Linked DNA regions of Gossypium arboreum: region 2 is linked to region 1. Evidence: chromatin contacts called from public Hi-C data. All regions are on one chromosome and are shown on one strand. Each heading gives the region's core, a stretch centred on a gene start, on an enhancer-like site or on the middle of the called end of the contact. The rest is flanking DNA. Distances are from core to core; before and after follow the strand shown. Region 1 holds the start of LOC108462455 (growth-regulating factor 4-like). Region 2 holds the start of LOC108463638 (origin of replication complex subunit 3).

Region 1 (4,083 bases), core at 610-3,109:
TGATGTTAGAAAACTCTAAAATTACAAGCATCAAAATATGAATAAAGAATTGTCAAAAAGTGATATAATACTTGATGATTAAGACATCAGCAATATCACATGGATGAATAAAGAAACACAGAAGAAAAGGATTTGGCATCACCTTAGAAGAATCTTTTGAGATAAACTACTATAAAAGTAAAAGAAATTTAAAGACAATCCATGACGAAAGGTAATATCACCAGAAGAAACCAACTTAACACACAAAAACAACAAAGAAAGGAAAGCAACTGAAACATAGAACCAAGTGTTTTTCTTTTCTTCTTTTCTTCTTTTTTTTTTTTTTTTTTTTTTTTTTGCTTTTCAAACTTGTATGTAAGAAAATTGAGGAAAAAGCGAAAACGACTAATCTTGGTCCTAGAAATGTGATTTTAATAAGCAAGTAAAGAGATTATCCCCAAAACCCAACAGCTCTTCAAAGTCAATTAATTTAAGGAATGTTTCCCAACCTATCCCACTGGAAGTAAAAAGCATCATCGAAAAATCAAATATCCACTCAACCATATCAAAATCTTTTATCTTAAAACCCTTTAAAAAGGGGGAAACCATCTCTTGCAAATGAGCAATCTTTTTACTTATTTATTTTTTAGTCATAAAAAAAAGTATGAAGCAATTTCAACCCCAATTTTATTTAAAATCTGGTTATGGTTCAAATCAAAAAAAAAATTTGATTATGGTTTTCAAAATAAAGAGATCAATATAGAAAAAAGAGATCTCTTTTTTTTTTTTACAAGAAAACACCTGCATACTGAACAAGATTCCTCAAATCAAAACAAACACACCCAGAGGACAAAAAAAAAAACTCAAAACATCAAAGGTTTAGAAAAGAATAATAAAAGAAAAGGGGAGATAAAAGAGAAGGGGAGATTAAAAATAAAAATAAAAGATGAAAGAAAATCATATTGGGCTTACTGGTGGGGTGGTGAAAGAACCTATGAGAAATGGACTCAAAGCTCTTCTGAATAGGGAGCACAAGATCAGGTGGCACAGGCAAACCTGCCATCATATACTTAAAGATCAAAGCTTGATGTTCCAGTTCTTGCCATTGTGACACTGTAAATGGTGATGACCTTATTGCCATCATCCCCCCACCACCACTCCCAGCCCCTCCTCCCCCAACGCCACCACCGCCACCTCCACCGCCACTATTCATCTCCAACGCTACCCAAGAAACTTGTATTTATAAATATATCAATAGTAAGAGAAAAAAAGAACTCGCTATGCTCACTTTTTCCTTCTTTATTCCTAGAATTTAACCCACTTTTTGTAACTTCAAAAGCCTTTTAAACCCACAAACTGTAACATGTTTTTAGGACTAATAAGGAGAAAAACTTGGGGACATAGATCAAAAAGAACCTCTATCTTCCAACATATTTCTTGTTCCTTCTATTACTATGTCACAAAGTCTCTATCTAACATATATATCTGATTTGCTTCGCTTTGTTATGTGTTAAGGAGGAAAGGGAAGGAAGTGCCTGGGCAGGAATCCCCAAAGCCCAAGTTTAGTCCCATCTTTTTTTTCTTTTCTTTTTTTTTTTTTTTTTTTGAATATAAGTTTAGTCCCATCTTTAATGGGGAAGACAAAAGCCCTTTTTCTCGTAACAATAATGTTAGGGTTAATTATGGCTTAATTGAGTCAATGGTTAGACTAATAAATACTTGAATTTAATTAGCTAAGTGTGGGTTAATTAATTTAATTTGATTGGATAAATCTGAACCAGAGATGTTGTTTGTTGTTTGTTGTTTGTTGTTGTTGGGAAGAGGTTGTGTTGTCTTGAGATGAAGTGATGTGTGAGACAGCTTTCGGTAACCAGTCAAATGTGGATAAAGAGAAAGAACCCATTGACATTGCAAAATTATTATTTGATAAATTATCTTTCAATTAACTGTCACATTTTTGTAGATCATTTTTAAATATCTAAGAAAACTATTCTTTAGTAACAAATAATATATAATTTAAGATATATTTGATTTTTTAAGTTTTACTTGTAAAATTAAAATATATGTAAAGATAAAATAAAATAAGTGTTAACTTATTTACGTGCATATGAAATCTAAAAAGAAAAATTACACGCTATATAAAATTAGTTTTTATTTATACATGTATATATATATTTCTTTTACTGTTCAGGAATAGGTTTTTTTTCTTTTTCTTTATAATTCTGTAAAACCTTAATAAAACACGAAGATCTTTCTAGCGTCCGGACGTGGGTTTTTTAATAGGATAGGACCCACTATAGTTTTAAATTGACTGTCATGGTTGAGGTAGGTGAAGGAATTTTATGTGTAAAAAGTAAACTGGTGTTAATATTTTTTAAGGTTGTGGTCATCATTCAACTTCAAAAATTAATAAAATTATTAATGAATTATTTGATGGTTTTATTTAAATTATTATATTATTAAAATTAATATCGTACTGTCTTTTCTATTTAAATTATTTACGCCAATTAAAAATTTTTATTTCTCTTTTTTTATAGTTCATTCTTTTATGAAACAATTCAATGTCGTAATTCTACAAATTAAGATCCATAAAGTTTTTTTCTTTGATTTTTGAAATTGACCATCAAATCAACTTGAATTTAAAATTTACTTTTCTACTTATTAGTGAATACTGATCCACCCTATCAATCATCGAATTGTCAATTGGAGCTCACTAGCCAAATTTATTAATAGTTTAGTGACTTAAATAAAAAAAATTAACAACTTAGAGATTTAAATAAAAACTTTTTAATAATTCAATAACTTAAATAAAAACTTTTAAATATCCAATGATCTTTTTGTAACTTGCTGAAGTTAAGTGACCAAAATATAAACTTATTAATAGTTTACTAACATTGGATGTAGTTTACCTTAATTTTAATTGGCATAATGAGTTTTTTAGCCCTACAACTTTACAAAAAAGTTATTTAAGCCCTCCATGTAATATTTTGTCTCTTTTAACCCTTGAGTTTGTATTTTTTGTCAAATCACTCCAAAATTGATGGAAAAGTTAATGTTTGTTTCCTTTGCTGACATGGTATATACATGGATTGCCACCTAGATGACACGTCAAAATTTAATTTACTTTTAAGTTTTTAAAATATATTTTTATAATTTTAATTTTTTTAATTTTTAAAATTTTTATAATTTTTATAATTTTAAATTTTAAAATTAAGTAAATATTGACATGTCATCCACATGTATGCAACGTCAAAAAGTTTAAAAAAGTCAAATTTTCTATTCATTTTAAGTGATTTGACAAATAAAAATAAATTTAAAGGCTAAAAGATGAAAAATTAAGTAGGAGCTAAAAAAAAATTTTATATATATAAAATGGAAGGTGAAACCATTTTAATCTAACCTTTAATTTTAGAAATTATTTGTTAAAAGCGAGGGTTTGTTTTAAATTACTAAGTAATTTTATGTAATTATATTTTAATTTATTAATATTATTTTTATTTCATATGATTAATATCGGTGATGTAACTGTTGGAAAAGGAATTAACAGCATGTTTGGTTCAATGTAATGAATTATGCATTCAACTCAAATTCAATAGGCCCACATTAAAGTAAATGTTTGGTATAGTGTAATTGTTTATTATGAGTGTTGATGTTTATCTCTTTATTCCCACTAATCACTAAATAGAGGCTGAATACCATTTTTTGCCCTACCTTTTGAATTACCCATTCAGAGCACAGTAAGAATGCTGAAAGATTTAACTTTTTCATTTTTGTCCTCATTTTTTCATCATCGTTCTTTTTACACTTTCAACTATAGTCTTCACATTCAATCCCTTCTCCATTTCCAAAGCCCTAAACATCATTGTCCCTTACTAACTTCTTCAATCTTTTCCAACGACCAAATCCCTAATCCTTCCAACTCTATTTCAATCTCATCAGTTTTTTGTTTTATAAATTCCCTTACGGGCTTTAATTTTTTGTTACTAAAAATTACAAGTATTTATTCTAAATTTGTTGGCTTTATTTTATTTTTGATCTGAGTTTCGCTTCTTGTATATGGCTTTGTTCTGTAGGATCTCTGTATGATTTTCTTTTTTCGAATTC
Region 2 (4,226 bases), core at 487-2,986, 510 kb before region 1:
ATAAAAGCAAGAAAATAACTTGATATTAGATAAAAGGCTCTGAATCCAAAAACTAACAGCAAGCAACACTTATACTAGGAGATGAATAGTAAAGTGAATTTAAACCTAGTGTCAAAAGCATTGAGAGCAAGGAAAAGTCTGGTTTCATAAAAAAAAAAAAACATAATGCAGTATCATAAGACTGATCCAGAGCAAGGAGAATCTGAGTAGATAAGTAAATGATAAAGAGATAGTTTAGGACTTTCAGGTTGTAAAAGAATGAGAGGATGTGCTGTAATACCTTAACATAAGGATGAAATCAGACAAGACAGACCCACAACAACGCTCGATGTCATCAATAATCACAACCACTGGATTATTGCAGTTTTCTTCTCTGTACCATGATGCTAAGATTGATATGTCAGCTGGCTGCTCAAACAAAAAGGGAAATAAGGAACAAGCTCAAGTTACAAACTGCAAGTAAATTATCGTTCAACAGTCAAAGAGAGCTGTTACCAGTACTTACATCCAAAGAAGACATTAAAAACTGTCTTAATAAACTTCTTAGGCAACCACCAACCCCATTTTTGGCAGTAAAGTCAAGTGAGGAAAGGTTAGCAACATGGCATCCTTGATATTTCAAGTGTTTTCCAAGTTCTTCAAAAGTCAGTAGATCATCAACAAACTCCATATTCTCTGTCAACCATTATATACCATAAAGAATAGCTTTTGTAAACGATATATTTATAGCATGCATCATGCACCCAACGAGATAGACCAAAGAATTTTAGTTAAACAAGGTAAGGGCAACAACTCCAACCAAACATTAAACTAAAGTAAGAAGCATAAAACTTACTAGTAAGAACAAGCCCAGTAAATAGCCTTTTAGAATTAGCATCGGTTATAATAGGGAATGATTGAGTAGCTTCAGGAAACTCGGGAGTCCCAAGTGATCTGATTGTGTCAAAAGATTGATGCACCCAAGTTTGTATTTCGCTAAACACGTTCGTATTAATAACTCTCAAAACATCCTGCAAAGCTATACAATTTTTAAAAGGGAAAAGTAAAAGCGTAAGGAATAAATAAACTAGGACTTTTACCTACTTTAATGGTTGATTCAATTTTTGACCAAACAAATTCAAAGGCTTCCATTCTCAAGTTCATGTTTTCATCTTCCTTTTCGTCTTCGATATTCGCAGAATTCTTTGGTGATGCTGAAGACAAATCGAATCTCCTTGTTCTTCCAGTTCCTGATGATTTTCTATCTGATTTCCGAGACGGTCCTTTTTGAAGAACAAAAAACGGCTGCCATGTTTTTTTGGGGAAAAATAATTAATAAAAATCTATTCAAAACCTCAACATATTCAAAGTTAACTAAATAAGTACTTTTAACCATGAAATATATGCCATGCATTTTTTTAAAATAAATTTACAACGAAGACTTTTTTCTGAGAACCAAGCAGAAAAACGTATAAAGTGTGATTTATTATTTTTTTTTGGGAAATGAAACAAAAACATTTTTTTATGAAAAAAAAAAACAATCACAGGGAAAGGAACCTGGAGATTATTTTCGGTGAAGGCTTCGTCAATGGTTGAAGGAGGCGAATCGTCATTTAACGAAGGAGCCATTGATTTTGATTTTGATCGTTTTGATAGATTTTAGAGGAATTTTTATGCCATTTTTAGGGTTTATGGGTATGTTTTGTGAGCTAGTTTCTACATTCCAGTTTTCAATCCAGGGGTTCTTTCCTTTCAGTTTTGGCGGGAAATGCCTCAGGGGTATAAATGTCAAACAAAAATATTTCTCTTGATTTTGAGTGGGCTGAGCCGTATTTCTAGATCTTAGTCAGGCTCTTCAATATCCAAATTCAAACGGGCCATCCACTTCTTTTTGTATTATCATTTTCATTCTTGCAAGGCCCACATAAAACAAATTAAATTATGAATTTGTAAAAGAATTATTTTATAAAAATTACAAATATATCTATAAATAATTAAAATATTAACTAAATGTGTGTTTGATAAAAATTAAGTGCTGAAAAATTAAGTACTGAATTTTTATTGCTAAATTTTATAAGTGTTGAATTTATATTAGAAAATTGTTTGATAAATTACTAAATATAATTATTGAATATAATTAAGTTGTTTGGTAAAAGGAAGGATTGATTTTAAAAGATTATTCATTTTTAAAACTTAATCTTATTAATATAATATAATATATTATATTATATTATTTTGGAGAGTTTTGGATAAAAGCTACATATGGTAATTTGAATATCTCTTTTTTTAAAAAGATAATTTATTTTAATTTTTAATAAAATAAAATTAACTTAATATTTTCTCCATTAAGTGATAAGTAGCTACCTACCTACCTACCTACTTATCTTATTCCACACTTTTTTATTGAAAATTTTATATTAAGCAAAAATTAAAATAATTATCAAACACATTTAAAATATTAAATGTTGAAAATTTTCATTTTTAGTAAAACTTAACTTCCACCCATCCTAATATCCTCAAGACTCGTTTGGCATCAAAGCCAAGGAGGAACAGATAACTATAAGTTTTGGAAATCTTCAAATTTGTTTTCAATATCTTCGAGTTCTAGTTTAACGATCTTTATTAAAATATTATTATTTTTGTTGAGTATTGATACACAATCCAGAAAGCCATGAGTTAGGCATGTTTAGGAAAAAGTATCCTTGTTGGCAATTTTAGTAATTTAGAAATTTTGATAGTAGAACCCTTATAAGAAATTCGAAAACAAAAAGATATTTCCTTCCCTTAGGAGAACCAATTCTTCTACAAGTTTTACTGTAATACCCCAAAATTTAGCCTAGTAGTTTTAGGGGTATATTCAAATATTAGTTTTAGTGTGCTCGAGAATTTTGTAAGCATGGTAGTTGGAAATATTTTTTACTATAGTTTTTAAAAAATTAAATCAATTTTTGAAAAAGATGTTCAAAGGACCTTTAATTTGAAAAGTGGACTGATTTGTAAAAAGGTCTAAATTTTGAACTTTTAAGAGGCAAATAAATCAAAATTTAAAATCAGCCCATATTTCCCACTTTTCACCTTAGTTTTGACGTGAATAAAAGAAAAGAAAAGAAACATTCTCTTCCTTTTTGTTGTGCCATCCCTTTGAGACCCCCAACCTCAATCGCCTATTTTGATCTTCCAAACTGTAATCCTTTAATTTCTATCATCACCCAAGCCATAAACCTCCATAGAAATCCAAGAAAAACGCTCAAATCACCATAGATTTCTCCATTGTTAAGTTTTTGGGTTTCTTCGGGTTTTTTATCAAATACTTGGTTTTCGTAAACTAAGGTAACGATTCAACTCTTAAATAGTTTTAAATGTTATTTAGTCTTTAAAACTAAGTTTTTAGTCATTAAATCGCATGTTTTGAATAAAAGTTGAAAATTGGATCGTTAATGGTGGATGTCAAGATTTTGTGTAAAAACGTGGTTTCAAAGTGTTTTTCAATTATTTTTTATGTAATTAGAAGGTTTCTAAATTTACTTTAAACTTTCGTTAAAGAATTCTTGAGTTATAATTAATTTTCGTTAAAATTACCATGAACATGTCAAAAATTTTGATACCATGAATTGAGTAGTTGTGTAGTTTAAAGGTTGAGAATCTGTCATGGGTGAATAATCAGATGAACAGAATCAGTTTTAGACGAAAATATTAAATACAGACCGAAATATTTGGAATTTAAGTTTGCTATGTCGAAGGTTTCGGTTACTTGAGAACTTAGCTTAGGCTTATGTTTTTTATTGCTTAAGTTGAGTCCTTAGTTGATTGTTGAATGTGTTGTTGTATGATTTATTATGTTGAAGCTTCAGATTCGTTAAGACCATCTACTAGTTAAGGAAAGACTAGTTTGAGCTTTCAGCATTTCGACGAAAGTGTAATTGGTGAGTGTTTGGAATAAATGCTTGTGGACACGATTCAATACATTAATTAGGAATTTAGAAGTAGCCTAAATCCCTATTCTAAATCCCAAGTGTAAGCTTTTCATACTCATGAATTTATATGTGAAAATGTGTTGTGAATTTGTGATTATAATGTGACATTTGTGATGTGTAATAAGCTTATGATGGATATTCTGAAAGCATTGGTTGTGAGCATGTTTTATGTGTCATATGACAATGAATATGTTGTGCTTATAATGTGATTATGTAGAGATAAAGTGCAGTGAATGATAAGTAAATGTGTGTGTTAATAACGGATATTTTGGC

The links. Hi-C and Micro-C count contacts between places; a contact is called where the count stands out from the background.
Region 2: a contact with region 1 is called in a Hi-C map of leaf, with 2.1 times the contacts expected there. The contact joins the promoter of LOC108463638 here to the promoter of LOC108462455 in region 1. A contact is called at or near these places in 3 of 5 Hi-C or Micro-C datasets (all in leaf).

What each region holds. Positions count from the first base shown.
Region 1 is chr2:15,838,994-15,843,076 of ASM2569848v2, reverse strand. LOC108462455 (growth-regulating factor 4-like) reads right to left here and starts at 1,859. Exons shown (of 4, transcript XM_017762404.2): 1 at 952-1,859. The coding sequence starts at 1,192.
Region 2 is chr2:16,352,008-16,356,233 of ASM2569848v2, reverse strand. It overlaps LOC108463638 (origin of replication complex subunit 3), which reads right to left and starts at 1,736. Exons shown (of 18, transcript XM_017763550.2): 1 at 1,537-1,736; 2 at 1,084-1,284; 3 at 836-1,010; 4 at 506-675; 5 at 281-408. The coding sequence starts at 1,608. It overlaps LOC128285383 (a long non-coding RNA gene), which reads left to right and starts at 3,269. Exons shown (of 4, transcript XR_008275893.1): 1 at 3,269-3,309.